Linked DNA regions of Sus scrofa: all the other regions are linked to region 1. Evidence: chromatin contacts called from public Hi-C, HiChIP or PLAC-seq and promoter capture Hi-C data. All regions are on one chromosome and are shown on one strand. The core of a region is the stretch at or near the end of the contact, and the rest is flanking DNA. Distances in the headings are between cores, read along the strand shown. Region 1 holds the start of ATG4C (autophagy related 4C cysteine peptidase). Region 2 holds the start of PGM1 (phosphoglucomutase 1). Region 3 holds the start of EFCAB7 (EF-hand calcium-binding domain-containing protein 7). Region 4 has its middle 130 kb from the start of KANK4. Region 5 holds the start of FOXD3 (forkhead box protein D3).

Region 1 (2,868 bases), core at 199-2,698:
CCCTAGCCTGGGAACTTCCATATGCCGCGGGAGCGGCTCTAGAAATGGCAAAAGACAAAAAAAAAAAAAAAAAAAAAAAAAAAAGAAAAGAAATGTTACATTTGCTACAGCTTTGTGTAATTGGTTATTTGGTTGCCCTATCATATAACAAAAATAAATAGTTGTGGTTACCTGTTTTTGTCAGACTAATAATAGAAATTATTAATAGAAAATAATATTCAAACCATTAAACACATAAAAAATTCAGAACCTTTTCAAATCTAGTTTTTTTTTTTTTTTTTTTTTTTTTTTTTTTTTTTTGTCTTTTTGCATTTTCTAGGGCCACTCCCGCGGCCTATGGAGATTCCCAGGCTAGGGGTCCAATCAGAGCTGTAGCCGCCAGCCTACGCCAGAGCTACAGCTATGCAGGATCTGAGCCGCATCTATGACCTACACTACATACAGCTCACGGCAACGCCGGCTCCCTAACCCACTGAGCAAGGCCAAGGACCGAACCCACAACCTCATCTTCCTAGTCGGATTCGTTAACCACTGAGCCAGGACAGGAACTCCTCAAATCTAATTTTGAACTTTTCAACTTTGCATTCTGAAAGATTTTCTTTCCCACATGGTTCCATAGTCCAGTAGTGCAGAATGTTAATTTTTTGCTTCCAGTTTTTATTATAATTTCCTATGCAATTCAGAAGCATGTCTAGCAGCCTTGTTCCAGTACAATCCGGTGGTACTGCAAAGACAAAACAGGATCAAACTTTGCAATAATTTGTATTTCTCTCAAAACCGCTTATGAGGAAGGATGGAAATTTCCATTTCGTAAGAAGCCTTTGCAGACTGTCCTGGGTTTCAATTCTAGAAAATAATCTGAATGTGGAAAATAAGTATACATATTCCTTAATGTTTTACAAGAATTTACCTACAGTTCCAACTGTAGCTTGGTTTATGAGTAACTTCACAAAAGGATAAGACGGAATACCGTTTTTTTTTTTTTTTTAATCAAAGTGGGGCTTGGTAGAAAAGAGTACATTAGTCCAACGGATTTAACAAATTCTCCGCAATCGCACTTTGAGTTTTCGGGTGTCAGGGGCGGAGTGAGGAATAAGAGGCGCAGGGCATGCTGGATCTTGTAGTCCCGCGCGGGAGGGGCGTGGTATTGCATGGCCTGCTGGGAGTTGAAGTCCAGTTCAATAGGAACTCATGGTGGGCATAACGCAGTTTGTCTATCACGGGCACCGCTTAGAGACGGATACTTTGGTTCTGTCCTTGCTATATTGGTGATTTATGGTCTGACGTAGTGAACGGGGCGAAAAAGGATGGACAAAGTAAACGAACCAGGGGCCTGGTGACGCCTGCTATTGCTGTCGCCAGTCTGTAAGCTTGAGTGCCCCGGAAGTGGCTGTCCTGCTGGGTTTGAAGGAGGGGGTGGGGCGTTCCTCTTACTACGGTGGCCGGGAAGCTCGAGGTGCCTGTGGCTGCGGCGCAGAGGTTGGAGTGTCTGCGTTTTTGCTGGCAGCTCTTCTGGCGGCTGCTGCTAGAGCTGGAACATTTCCCGGGTTGGTGGCTCCTACACATTGTTTACACTTCTCCAGTTCTGTTTTCGGTGAGGGGTCGACTTGAGGCTAGCGGAGTCAGGAGAAGGTTGGGGCTTAGTGTCTCTGGTCCCCGAATGACCAGGTTTCTTGGGGGGCCTTGCACTCACTGGAGACCCTGTGGCAGACCGTGTAGGCTTTCAGAATTTGGCGCCTCCCTCATCTGCTCCTGTCTAGTGTCATTTGTTTTCTGACTCCTCACTCTTCCTGAGATCCAGAACTGACAAACCTTAAGCCTTCCTGTGGGCAGCTGTTGCCCTCTCTTTGGAAGCTTTTCTTTCTTGTTTCAGGCACGATCTCTTGTCTCCTAAGCTCATCCATTTAACTTCTTCCCTATTTCTCTCCATCTAAAAGAAAAGAAAGAAAACAAATTAGACGCTCAAGATCTCAGTGTTCTCATTCCTAACTCCTTTATCCCTTTTTTGGCCCTTCTTACTAATTCATACTCTGATAACACTTGCCTGAATATCTAAATGCTTTTCCATCCAGACCTTAACGTTCAGTCACTTTATTTGGTTTTTAGCCTGAGCGCTTCCACCTCTATCTACATGTAAGGGCTTTTTAGGTTGGAGGTTCATCTGCGTTCTTAGGATAACTGATGAATGGGAGAGTGATCGCCAATGATTAGCTAAGCGTGACTCTACTTACTGAGTTTATATTTCTTAAGATTTCTTTGGCTTACATTTTCGTTTTGTATTGATTATTTTCTCGCAGGGGGTTCGCTGCTACCCTGCGTTAGTGGAGAATACCTCCTCCTACAGCTCTTCGTATCTTAACTGAGATTTTTTTTTTCTTTTTTCCTACTTCAGGCATATGTCCCCAGTGGAGGTTTGTGCAATGATTTTTGTATCAGTTAATAGATAGACACAAGGGAATGCCTTTCCTCCCTTGTTTATGATTTGTAATTAGTGAGTCATTGAAATTACCCAAAGGGATTGAAAAAGCTTTGGAAGGTAAAGTCTATGTATATACCAATTTGCAAAATAATAAAGTGTCTTCCCTGAACGAGGAAGAGTTTCTAATTAGTCCAGTAATCTGATGCTATATTGAATTAATTATCAATTCTTTCACTGTAAAATTTTGGGAACTGTTTAATGTTAAAAAATAACCAATAGAAGGAATTTTATAGTTTAGTAAAAATAGTTTAAAAAACCACTTAACTGATGTTCTTTTTTTCTGTAAAATAGAATACAGGTATATCAAAAAGTTTATTTTTTGTGACTATTGATGAGCTATTTCTATATATTTGATAGATCTGGTAAAACAGCATGGTACACTATTCAGT
Region 2 (2,868 bases), core at 105-2,604, 780 kb after region 1:
CTGAACCTAAAAGACTGAAGATTCCTACGTAACAACTGAGTCTCTTTCTTTGACTCTATGCTCCAACCTTTCACGGCCACCCTGGTCCTTTTTGATCTCTTCCCTAATTTTCTACTGCATGAATAACTGACTTATTTTGATGGCAATAATACTCACCCTTACCTTGTATTTGTACATACGTTTATCAAGCCTTACCTGTACATTTCCTAGTTCTCAAATCTGGTGACAGGCAGGCAAATGATTGCAAGAGACCTGGGTTTGGAGCCACACCCACCTGAGCTGGCCTCCTACAAGTACTTATCTCTGTGGCCGTGACAGGTCATTTTTCGTCTCTCAGTTTTGCAAGCATAAAATAGGGAAAAAATAAAACCTGTACTTCAGAAACATTATATTCAATAAATCTTACCTATTAGTATGCCCACCCTAGTATGCAAACCCAATGGAAATAAAGTGTGTGGTCTGTCAGTAAAAAGTAGTAGGTTGAATCAGACCTTTGGAGTTGACTCCTTTTTCTAACACAAATACTCTTAATATTTAGAGAGAGAATAGAAAGAATAAGGAGTCATAAAATCGGGCTAAGGCTGACATTTTTATCCCTCAGAAGTGTTTCCATAAAGTTATTTACGCATGAAACTCTAGCTAAACCACAGGAAAACATACAGATCTTCCTCCACTTAGGACGAGGTTACTTCTGGATAAACCCATCCTAAGTTCTAAATATCGTAAGGGGAAAACACTAACCTACAAACACCGTAGCTTAGCTGAGCTTACCTTAAATGGGCTCAAAATACTGTAGCCTTCAGTTAAGCAAATTCATCTAACACAAATCCTGTTTTATAATAAAAGTATTGAATAGCTCATGTAATTTATCGAACACTGTACTGAAAGGGAAAAATAGAATAATGGTACGGGTACAGAATGGGTCTAAGTGTATGGGACTCTTTATCCTCCTGATCAGGTGGCTGATCGCGAGCTGCGTCTGAGGGTACGGAGAGAACATGTACTGCATAGTGCCAGCCCAGGAAAAGATCAAAAATCAAAATGAAAGGTACGGTTACTACTGAATACTTATTGTTTTCACACCATCACGAAATAGAAAATAGTCGTGAGTGGAAGCTTCCTAAGTCTTCTAAGTCCGGCTGTCCCGTCTCTGTTTTTCCCGCTGTCTCAAAGTCTTTGCCCTGTGACCCAGTCCCTACCCTAAGCTCCGCACGTTCACTTAGGGGAGGCGTTGCGGGTTTCTCTTTACAGTGATTGGTTTACCGGGGGGAGGGTACCTCGAAAGGCTCCACCCATCTCACCCGAGGCCTAGGGGTGGGCGCTCCCTATTCCCCTCCCTCTCCGACCTGCAAGGAGGTGGGCTGGCCGCGGAGGGAGGGCCCTGTCCCTTTAAGGAGGAGGGACGAGCAAGGCCGAGGGAGCTGCCGCTGCCCCGACCCGGTCCGCGCCCTCACCCCAGAGCAGCCGCAGCCACAGTCCCGGCCGTCCCCCGGTTGGCAGAGTCCGCTCCGGCCCCAGAAAGCAAACCGCCACCATGGTGAAGATCGTGACCGTTAAGACCAAGGCGTATCAAGACCAGAAGCCGGGCACGAGCGGGCTGCGGAAGCGGGTGAAGGTGTTTCAGAGCAGCGCCAACTACGCGGAGAATTTCATCCAGAGTATCATCTCCACCGTGGAGCCGGCGCATCGGCAGGAGGCCACCCTGGTGGTGGGCGGGGACGGCAGGTTTTACATGAAGGAGGCCATCCAGCTCATCGTCCGCATCGCCGCCGCCAACGGGGTAAGGGACGCGCCCCGTCCTCGGTCGCCGGCGTCGTCCGCCTCCTGCCTCGCTCCCGCGGGGCCACTTCCGCGCGCGGCCGCCGCAGTCTCCACCCACACGTCCTCCGCGCTCGCTCTTGCCCGCCCGGGGCCGCGGGCCGGAGAGGGGCCGCCCCGCGGGGCAGAGCCGCTCCTCTGACCGCTCCTCCCATCCTCCCCCCGCCCCCCGGGGCGCGAGCCGAGGCGCTGGGCTTGACCTTGGGAGGCCGGACCCTCCGCCTCCTGCCCCTCCCTCTCTCCCCTCCCCCCCGTTGCTGTTCTGGCCTCTGACATTTACGTTAACCTTTCTTGCCGGCGAAGATACAGTTACCGAGCAGAGGGCAGTCGCCTTGGCCGGGAAAGGTTAGAGGCCGCCGCTTTGCTCAGAACCCCCTGCATCCCGCCGGATGCCGGCTATTCTGGTCTGGGACTGGAGCCTCCCGCTGGCTGCGAGCCGGAGGCTTTGGGCACCCTCCCCTCAGCGGTCCAAAGGGCAGATCCGAGGGGGCGGTTACCAAGCCTCGTTCCCCATCCCCTGGTTTGCTGGGACCGAGCTTCTGCCCTTAGGCGGCCTGGTTGCTGGGGCACAGGCTTTTGAAAGGGCTCGTCTTTTCCCGGTGTTGTCTCTGGATCTGTTCCACAGAGGCGGCTGGAGCTGAAATTTCATTAGATCAGAAACTGCCTGGCCAAGGGCGCTCTTCCGTAAGCAGTCGTGGCAGGGCAGGAAATTAACGCAACCCTTTGCTTCCTCCGCCGCCTGCGCAGCTAGAGGATGTTAACTGACTTTAGGCACGTCCACTCAGGTGAAACTGAAGCAGATTTTTCAGTAAACCTAGGACGTATGCGAAAGTGTGGGTTTATAAAGTAGGTAAATGGGGACTGAACGTTCACTCACTGTTTTAAAAAAGTTTTCTAGTGAGTTTTTGTTGTAGTTTTCTATGTTTCACATAAGATTTGACTTATACTCAACCTCTTCTGGAACTCATCCCCTTTAGTAATGTGTTTTTTGTGTTTTTGTTTTTTTTTAAAATCCATTTTAGCAAACGAGTTTTTGTTGTGGTTTTCTGT
Region 3 (2,868 bases), core at 132-2,631, 690 kb after region 1:
GAATATAGTTACCGCAGACTCTCCTAATGTAACGTGTACCTGTTAATATGTTAAGAAAATAGCTGTCTAAAACGTCCACATTTAAGGTTTTTTATTTTATTTATTTTTTTAGTTCTTTACAATGTATAGCAGAACAGCAGCGTAGTTCAGGAAATATCACTACTTTTAAGCAAACACACACCAATTTCATCATATTCCTATTTGGCAGGGATTTTTGATACATTATCCTTGCAGCTTTGTATAAGAGCTAACTAGGTTATTTTTCTAGTGCAAAAGGAGGGAGACAAGTCTTTTTGCTTAATTCTGGGAAAAGGAAAACCGCTTCAAGAATCCGTAACTTTTTCCTTTTTTTTTTTTTTCTTTTTAGTGCCACACCCACAGCATATGGAGGTTCCCAGGCTAGGGGTCGAATTGGAGCTGCAGTTGCCAGCCTCTACCACAGCCACAGCAACGCAGGATCTGAGCGGTGTCTGCCACCTACACCACAGCTCAGGACAATACCGGATCCTTAGTCCACTGAGCAAGGCCAGGGATTGAACCTGCGTCCTCAAGGATGCTAATCAGATTCATTCTGCTGAGCCACAATAGGAACTCCAATAATCCATAACTTTTAAAGGTATAAGTGAAACACCTTTTTTTTTTTTCCTTTTAGGGCTGTACTCACAGCATATGGAAGTTCCCAGGCTAGGGGTTGAATTGGAGCTGCAGTTGCCAGCCTACTCGACAGGATAGGATCTGCCTGCCTATGCCACATCTGAGCTGTGCCTGCAGTCTACACCACAGCTCACAGGCAACTCTGGATCCTTAACCCACTGAATGAGGCCAGGGATTGAATCTAAATCCTCATGGTTACTAGTCAGATTTATTACCACTGAGCCACAAAGGGAACTCATGAAACATGTATTTATTGATACCTGTGTGTAGGATATTTTATTAGATGCTGAGTTTCCTCATCTGGAAAGTAGAGGAGCACCAACCTTCTAAGGAGGTAACAGGAGCTCCTACCTTCCAAGGTCTGTTTTTAGGATTCAATGAGAAAATGTAGGTAACGTGCTAAACATCTTAACCAAATCATAATTTAATATTAAATAGATAGGTTATTATTTCTGCAAATATTTCCACTTCCATGTCAAGCCCTGTTTGATAGAGATGTCTTTCCCTCCACCCTTTGTTACTTGGTATTTACCCAAACCTGAAAATAACAGAGAAATAAGTTATTCTGAAAGTGCACAGGCGCAGGTTCCTAAACGACCCTGGTGACAAAAGGCAGCCAGAGAATCTTATGTGTTATATATTATCCGCCTCCACTCCAAAGAAAAAGTTCTTTACTGACCTTCAACCTTCAAAAAAAAAAAAAAAAAAAAAAAAAGGAAAGAAAGAAAAGAAAGAAAGAGTTTCAATAGGGGAGTGATAAGCAAGAAAACTGAAGCCTGGAAATGACAAGTGACTTGTCCAACATTGGACAGCTTTTTCCAGAATTGTTTAGCTTCTTCAGTTGAGAGCTGGAATTCTGGTCTCTTGGGACTCAGTCCTTGAGTTCTGCCACAAGTTTACATGAACTCACCACACCAATCAAGGCATTTAAGTGCTTTTTTTTTTTTTGGTCTTTTCAGGGCCGCACTGGAGCCATATGGAGGTTCCCAGGCTAGGGGTCTAATCGCAGCTGTAGCCTCTGGATTACACCACAGCCAGAGCAACGCCGGTTCCTTAACCCACTGAGCAAGGCCAGGGGTCGAACCCCAAACCTCATGGTTCCTAGTTGGATTTGCTTCCGCTGGGCCACGACGGGAATTCCGGCATTTAAGTGCTTTATTAAATCATCCGGCGTGTTTCAATCTACTGTCTTATTCTCGTTATGTCAACCATTTTTGGAATCACTTCAAGCAATACGTCACCAAGTATAGCTCACAGCATATAAAATCTGTCAAAAGCCTTGGAAAATCAGAATTAAAGTCGACAAATAGTCCGGATAAGTATGGCTGGAAGAGAAACACAGGTGGGTTCGGGGAACGAAAAGACGAGGAACTGTCGGCAGGAAAATTTACACTCCCCAAAGCAGGGAAAAGGTCAATGGGCCACGTAATATCTACTCTTCTTGCCCACTGAGAGGCCCAACACACAGCGACATCTGGGGAGGAGATACCTAAGGCATTCTGACATTCAGGGACGCACCCCCGCTGCTGGGTTAAACAGCCCAGCAATCTCCTCGGAAAGCACACAGGAAACGCCGAAGTCCGAAAAGCGGCAGCGGACCGGAGCTCGACCCTGTGCCACACTCAATGCCGCCTGCCGGAAACGGTCTCCCTGCGACAAGAGGTCCCAGGGTATGCCGGGAAGCGGCGAGAAGAGTCTTCGGGTAGGACCACACCTGGTCCCTGCCAGGGCAACGCAGTACCCTCTCTCACGACCTGACCAAAACGGCCCCCTAAGGAAGAGAGACAGAGCCACCTCTGTTCCCTCTGGAGTAACGGTCCCTTGATTTCTAGCCGGACTGTTTTGGGAGGTGCCCCGGATCTTGTTTCCGGTGGCAGAGAGGCGCAGTTGCCATGGTAATTAAAGGACAGCAGAGAACCTTTTTGCTGCGGTGAGATGATCGCGGAGTTGGTGAGAAGTGGCTGCGTTTCCTCGTTTGTGACCCGCAATTAGGTAGCCAGCAGTTCGCTGTCTCTGCCCCTTCGCCTGCTCCGCCCCTCACCGTTCGGCTTCCTTTTCTCCACCTGTTTCTTTTACTTCTCTGTAATACTTAGGCTTGCTCCATGTCTGTTCTTAAAATATACATATAAGTGCAGTTTTATGCCCAGAGGAATATAAAAATAGAGCGATGTTGCCCGAGATGGGTTGTGAACGTATTTCACTGTGTAGAGACGG
Region 4 (2,868 bases), core at 142-2,641, 550 kb before region 1:
ATAATTACCCTTAAGGAGTTCCTGTTGTGGGTCAGCAGGTTAAGGACCTGATGTTGTCTCCATGAGGATGTGGGTTTGATCCCTGGCCTCAATCAGTGGGTTAAGGATCCGGCATTGCAGCAAGCTGCATTGTAGTTCACAGATACAGCTTGGATCTGGTGCTGTGGTGGTTGTGGTGTAGGCCAGCAGCTCCAATTGGACCCCTGGCCTGAGAACTTATATATGCTGCAAGCCTTTAAATAAAAGGAAAAGAAAAAAAAAAAAAAGCCACAGGTGCGGCCCTAAAAAAAAGACAACAACAACAACAACAAAAAAGACAAAAAAGAAAGAAATTACCCTTAAGATAATTAATGAACCTTTTAATTTTTGATGTTGATGTGTGGAGCCATCCCAAGAGTATAATATCTTTCCATCGCTATTGAAGACATTCTAGAAGCATGTGGTGTTAGATGCTAATTATCCACTTTTTGGACATAAGATTCCTATTTGGGGTACAACCTCAGTGTTAATTCACCATCCTGGGGTGTAGAGTAAAGCTAGTTTAAGTGCACATCACACAGAGTCTCTTTTGAAAAAGTCACTTCCTCCAGGAAGACTTCCCTGACTTCACATATCTTGTTAAGTCTCTCTCCTCTTTTTGGGGTCAACTGTGGAGCTTCCCTATGCTATCAACTATAAGAAAGTTGGCAACTGTTAAACTCTCTCTCTTATTCATGCCAAATTCTGAACACCTTAAGGACAAAGTTTCCCACTTGTACCCCCAGCACCTAGCATATTTCCTGGCACAAACTAAATGTTCAAATATTTGTTGAATTGAAACATGTGGCCAGGCACTGTACCAGATACAATTTTTTAAATCTCTCTGTGCTTTACTTTGAAATGTATCTTTTAAAAGAAAGTCTTCACGGATGAATAGATGGATGGATACATGGATAGCTGTGTGATAATACAAGTCTAGTAAAATGTTAATGACAGTCTTGGTGGTGGATGTTCTCTGAAATTTTTCAGCTTTGCTGAATGTTTGAAATTTTGCATAAGAGAATATTGGGGGGAGACCCAATGCATCTTCACAATCCTTAAGGATAGATTTTATTGTCCTCACCGTTTACAAAAGGTGGAAACTAATAATCAAATAAATTAGAAACCTGCTCAAGGTCACACAAAGAAGGAAGTGGGATCACACCGACTCTGCCAAACCATTTCCCCCTCTGCTCTGAGACAGACTCCTTTTCTGTTTGTCAGACAGAATGCGGTCACCAGGTCCAGATAGCCCAGTTGTGACCCATGAATTAAATGGAAACGTTTTGTTTCCAGGATTGGGAAGGCTACAATGCTTGCTTCTGACCAACGCAGAGGGTAGAGGTGGGGTTTCCTGTTTCCCTAGGGAGCTGGAGGACTCCCCTCACCCCCACCCCAACACACACTCCTTCCCGGAAGTGGCCTGACTGCTCAGTAGGCAATGTCCTTGCTTCACAGAGCCATTCTGTATTAACATTAGACAAAGATGCCTCAATTAAATGTGGCTTAAAAATCAAAGCGGAGGATCAAGGACTCGTCTGAAACACCACCGGGACTCTCCCAAAGCTTCGGAGTTTTATGTCCATAATGGAAATATAATTACTCTGTTCAAACCTTTCCTTAAAACACTGGTTTTCTAGAGACATGGGAGGATTTTAACCAGGGAAGTTTGCCAGGCATTTGGTTTGCCGAACGCAGTGAGGTCAGGACACGTGCTTCACTGGCAGGTTGATACTCTTTCACCTGCAAAGGCTAGAAATGAAAGCCTGGCTCAGGGTCACTTGCACCCAAACTTGCTCACTTTAGACTCCAAGTGCGTCCCTCCCGGCGGCAACCTGCGAAACCACAGACAGCCGCGCGGGGGCGCACGAGAGACGCTGCGAGTCCTCGGAGTCTGCAATCAGCAGCTGCACCAGATTGGGGGGAAAAACATGTACCATTTAGCTGAGTCTTCAGTAACTAGAAGAGGAAGTGAAGGATGGAGAAGGGCAGAGATTTGGAAAGTTGGCCCTCCCAGCCGGCCACGTTATTAAGAGTAAAGGAGCGTGGACATCACATCTCGTAGTTGTTAGTGGTTTGGTCCTATGACCAGGTTTGATTGCATTATAAGCTCCACGTTTCCATTAACTGAATTGTCTGGCTCTTGACAGTGAGCAAATAAGTTAGAGATGTTAGGATTTCAGGGCTAGGGCAAGAATTTCAGTCCTTAAGATCCCTTCCCCCACCACCACCTCTCGGGGCCCCCTCCACCCCTCGACCCCCCCCACCTCTCGCCCCGGCGCCCATCGTCCTGCTCCCTTTCAGAACCTGAGCTCTGGCACAGTCCTATTGCTGGAATTTATCATTTTATTGTGCATTTTAAAATTGCTTTTGTTAGATACACTTAGAAAGTGCTAAAAGATTTAACAGTCATTAAAATCGATTTTAAAACAACGAGGTACAGTAAGACCTTTTCAGTTACTATTCATGTAACATTTATTAAGAGCTGACTGTGTGTTAGGTTCCAGAGATACAGAAGCTAATAAGACATATTCCCTGTCCTTGACCGCCTTGGTCTAAAGGGGAGGCAGGTAAGGAAATGGTACTGCCGTAGTGGGAGGTTGATATTAGGGCCAAGGGAGGTCATGCTGTGATGGGGGCGAGTAGAGGGTGCTATGGAAACTGCCTTCAGAGGCTTTGGGAGCAGTCACAGGTGGCTAGGTGGCTAGGTGAAGGGGTGACAAGGAGTCCAGGGAGAACAGCAGCATTTTCAAAGTGAAAATCAACAATGGTGAGTTCAGCAAACTACCAAGGGTCAAGTGTGACTGGAACATGAGATTTGAGAAGTGGGATCAGAGGTAACTGGGCAGA
Region 5 (2,868 bases), core at 95-2,594, 540 kb after region 1:
CTAGAGGCCCAAAGCCTCTTCCCAGACCCAGGCGACTTACCCAGGCCGCTGCCAATCCCGGCTCCTTCCCCAGCGCCTCATTCCCGACTTTTTCACATGCTAAGTCGTTTAACAACTCCGAGCAGCTAGTTACGGCTTCTTTATTTATAGGTTCCCTGTAATTTTACGTCTTTTTTTTATTTCTGTCGGCAACTATTCCAATAGATTAATCAATAGCCATTTTCTGACCTTCGGGAACCCCAGATGACGCTGTGTGGACGATCGGGAAAAAAAATATATGTATGTATATATATATACATATAAACACGCCCACATCGAGACAGGAAAGCGAAGGCAGGACGAGGTGGTTTGGCTTTGGGGGAGGAGGAGCGCCTCCTCTCAGTAGGTGTTTCTGCCGACTGAACACTGTGGCAGGAGTTCCTCCGAAATCTAATTAGTAAGATAGAGGTGGGGTGCAGCCCTTACTCTTTAGAGCTAAAAAGAATCAAACAAAAACAAAAAACTAAACAGAGACTATAAGTTTTTCTTAAGAAAACGGGATAGGACTCTTGTTCTACAGTCTAAGCCCAATCCCTGACTAGGGAGAGTTGGCAAAAGGATGGGGGGGGTAGAGAGGGCGGGAGGGCAGGGCAGCAGAGCCAAGGGGTCCGGCAGATGCTTCCAAACCCACACCCTGACTCACACGCACCCACCCACACTCACACCCACAGGCCCCCTCGACCCCCGCGCTGGGTTCCAGCCTAGGATAGGGTCTCGGGGTGTGCCGGGACGCCCTCGGGACCCGCGGGATGCTAGCGCACGGTGCGGCGCAGAGTTGCGTGTCCCTCGTTCCTTTGTTGACAATTCTCAGAACCAACTTGAGTTTGGCCGGCTCCGCCGCTGTCCTGACGTCACGCACGGTCACGTGGCCCCGCCTCCTGCTGGATCTTTAAGTAGAAAGTAATCTATCAGGGCCAGTCCTTAAAACGGGACTTTCGACTACGGGGGCTTCGGCGTCCCTGACACTCCCCCTCCCCCTGTTGCCCCTGCCCAGGCCCTCCCGAACTGCTTGGCGCCCGGAGTCCCGCGCCCGCCTGCACCGCCCCTGCTCCCCACGTCCGGCCAGAGGCCGAGGAAGGCGGGCGAAGTAAGGGGGCGCGGCGTGGAGAAGCCGCTGGGGCGGGGAGCGGCAGCAAGCCCCTAGTACCAAGCGCCAGGGACAGCTGGAGTTTGCGGAGCGCGGCCGCGGGGGGCGGACGGCAGCGCCCGCGCCGCGCGATGCCGGGCTGCCAAGTGTGAGCCAAGCCGAGAGGGCCCGGAACCACCTACGCCCCCCTCCGCTCTCCCAATCCCCCATCTTTCCGGGGCGCCCCAAACCCCTTTCCTGAGGTCGGCGGCAGCCCCTGAAGACCCCCGTCTCGCGCCGCTCTTTCCTCGCCGCCGCCACCACCCCCGAGGAGGGATGACCCTCTCCGGCGGCGGCAGCGCCAGCGACATGTCCGGCCAGACGGTGCTGACGGCCGAGGATGTGGACATCGATGTGGTGGGTGAGGGCGACGACGGACTGGAGGAGAAGGACAGCGACGCAGGCTGCGATAGCCCCGCGGGGCCGCCCGAGCTGCGCCTGGACGAGGCGGACGAGGTGACGCCGGCGGCACCCCACCATGGGCAGCCTCAGCCGCCGCACCAGCAGCCCTTGGCACTGCCCAAGGAGGTGGCTGGAGCCGGGGCCGGGCCAGGGGGCGAGGCGGGCGCGTCCGAGGCCGACGGCTGCAAGGGCGGCGTTGGCGGCGAGGAGGGCGGCGGGACCGGCGGCGGGCCTGGCTCGGGCAGTGGTGCGGCGGGCGGCCTGGCCCCAAGCAAGCCCAAGAACAGCCTGGTGAAGCCGCCCTACTCGTACATCGCGCTCATCACTATGGCTATCCTGCAGAGCCCGCAGAAGAAGCTGACCCTGAGCGGCATCTGTGAGTTCATCAGCAACCGCTTCCCCTACTACCGGGAGAAGTTCCCCGCCTGGCAAAACAGCATCCGCCACAACCTCTCGCTGAACGATTGCTTCGTCAAGATTCCCCGCGAACCGGGCAACCCGGGTAAGGGCAACTACTGGACCCTGGACCCGCAGTCTGAGGACATGTTCGACAACGGCAGCTTCCTGCGGCGCCGGAAACGCTTCAAGCGCCACCAGCAGGAGCACCTGCGCGAGCAGACGGCGCTTATGATGCAGAGCTTCGGCGCCTACAGCCTCGCGGCGGCGGCCGGCGCCGCGGGGCCCTACGGCCGCCCCTACGGCCTGCACCCAGCGGCCGCGGCCGGCGCATACTCGCACCCGGCTGCCGCGGCAGCCGCGGCAGCGGCCGCGGCGCTCCAGTACCCATACGCGCTGCCGCCCGTAGCACCGGTTCTGCCGCCCGCCGTGCCGCTGCTGCCCTCGGGCGAGCTGGGCCGGAAAGCGGCCGCCTTCGGCTCGCAGCTCGGCCCAGGCCTGCAGCTGCAGCTCAACAGCTTGGGCGCCGCCGCGGCCGCCGCGGGCACGGCGGGCACGGCGGGCACCACGGCGTCTCTCATTAAGTCCGAGCCGAGTGCGCGGCCGTCGTTCAGCATTGAGAACATCATCGGTGGGGGCCCCGCGGCGCCCGGGGGCTCGGCAGCGGGTGCTGGGGGCGCCGGGGTAACTGGGGGCACCGGGGGTGGCGGGGGCGGCGGCGCGGCACAGTCCTTCCTGCGGCCGCCAGGGACCGTGCAGTCAGCAGCGCTCATGGCCACACACCAACCGCTCTCGCTGAGCCGGACGACGGCCACCATCGCGCCCATCCTGAGTGTGCCGCTCTCTGGACAGTTCCTGCAGCCCGCAGCCTCGGCAGCTGCCGCTGCCGCCGCTGCAGCGCAAGC

The links. Promoter capture Hi-C pulls out the DNA fragments that hold promoters and counts their contacts. A called contact is a pair of places that touch in the nucleus more often than the background predicts. HiChIP or PLAC-seq counts read pairs in DNA pulled down with a chosen protein or histone mark.
Region 2: an H3K27ac HiChIP or PLAC-seq map of alveolar macrophages shows a contact between it and region 1. The contact joins the promoter of PGM1 here to the promoter of ATG4C in region 1. A contact is called at or near these places in 1 of 5 promoter capture datasets (liver), 2 of 47 Hi-C or Micro-C datasets (heart right ventricle and liver) and 1 of 2 datasets of contacts at active chromatin or transcription factors (alveolar macrophages).
Region 3: a promoter capture Hi-C map of liver shows a contact between it and region 1, with 13 times the contacts expected there. The contact joins the promoter of EFCAB7 here to the promoter of ATG4C in region 1. A contact is called at or near these places in 1 of 5 promoter capture datasets (liver), 3 of 47 Hi-C or Micro-C datasets (heart right ventricle and liver) and 2 of 2 datasets of contacts at active chromatin or transcription factors (alveolar macrophages and skeletal muscle).
Region 4: a Hi-C map of liver shows a contact between it and region 1, with 3 times the contacts expected there. The contact joins the enhancer-like site here to the promoter of ATG4C in region 1. A contact is called at or near these places in 2 of 47 Hi-C or Micro-C datasets (embryonic fibroblasts and liver).
Region 5: a contact with region 1 is called in a Hi-C map of skeletal muscle, with 9 times the contacts expected there. The contact joins the promoter of FOXD3 here to the promoter of ATG4C in region 1. A contact is called at or near these places in 1 of 47 Hi-C or Micro-C datasets (skeletal muscle) and 1 of 2 datasets of contacts at active chromatin or transcription factors (alveolar macrophages).

Annotation. Positions count from the first base shown.
Region 1 is chr6:149,690,494-149,693,361 of Sscrofa11.1, reverse strand. ATG4C (autophagy related 4C cysteine peptidase) reads left to right here and starts at 1,448. Exons shown (of 11, transcript NM_001190284.1): 1 at 1,448-1,547.
Region 2 is chr6:148,911,923-148,914,790 of Sscrofa11.1, reverse strand. It overlaps PGM1 (phosphoglucomutase 1), which reads left to right and starts at 1,354. Exons shown (of 12, transcript NM_001246318.1): 1 at 1,354-1,780. The coding sequence starts at 1,535.
Region 3 is chr6:148,996,303-148,999,170 of Sscrofa11.1, reverse strand. It overlaps EFCAB7 (EF-hand calcium-binding domain-containing protein 7), which reads left to right and starts at 1,381. Exons shown (of 14, transcript XM_013988883.2): 1 at 1,381-2,604. The coding sequence starts at 2,590.
Region 4 is chr6:150,238,239-150,241,106 of Sscrofa11.1, reverse strand. No RefSeq gene overlaps it. Among named protein-coding and RNA genes, the nearest start is that of KANK4, 130 kb to the right of the region's middle. Within about 2 kb of position 1,391, at least 12 of the 83 cell types and tissues checked have an H3K27ac peak or open chromatin away from gene starts, as enhancers often do. A contact at or near this core is called in liver, where this site is marked.
Region 5 is chr6:149,154,052-149,156,919 of Sscrofa11.1, reverse strand. It overlaps FOXD3 (forkhead box protein D3), which reads left to right and starts at 1,344. Exons shown (of 2, transcript XM_021096543.1): 1 at 1,344-1,621; 2 at 1,910-2,868. The coding sequence starts at 1,442. LOC110261215 (a long non-coding RNA gene) reads right to left here and starts at 898. Exons shown (of 5, transcript XR_002345162.1): 1 at 703-898; 2 at 41-249.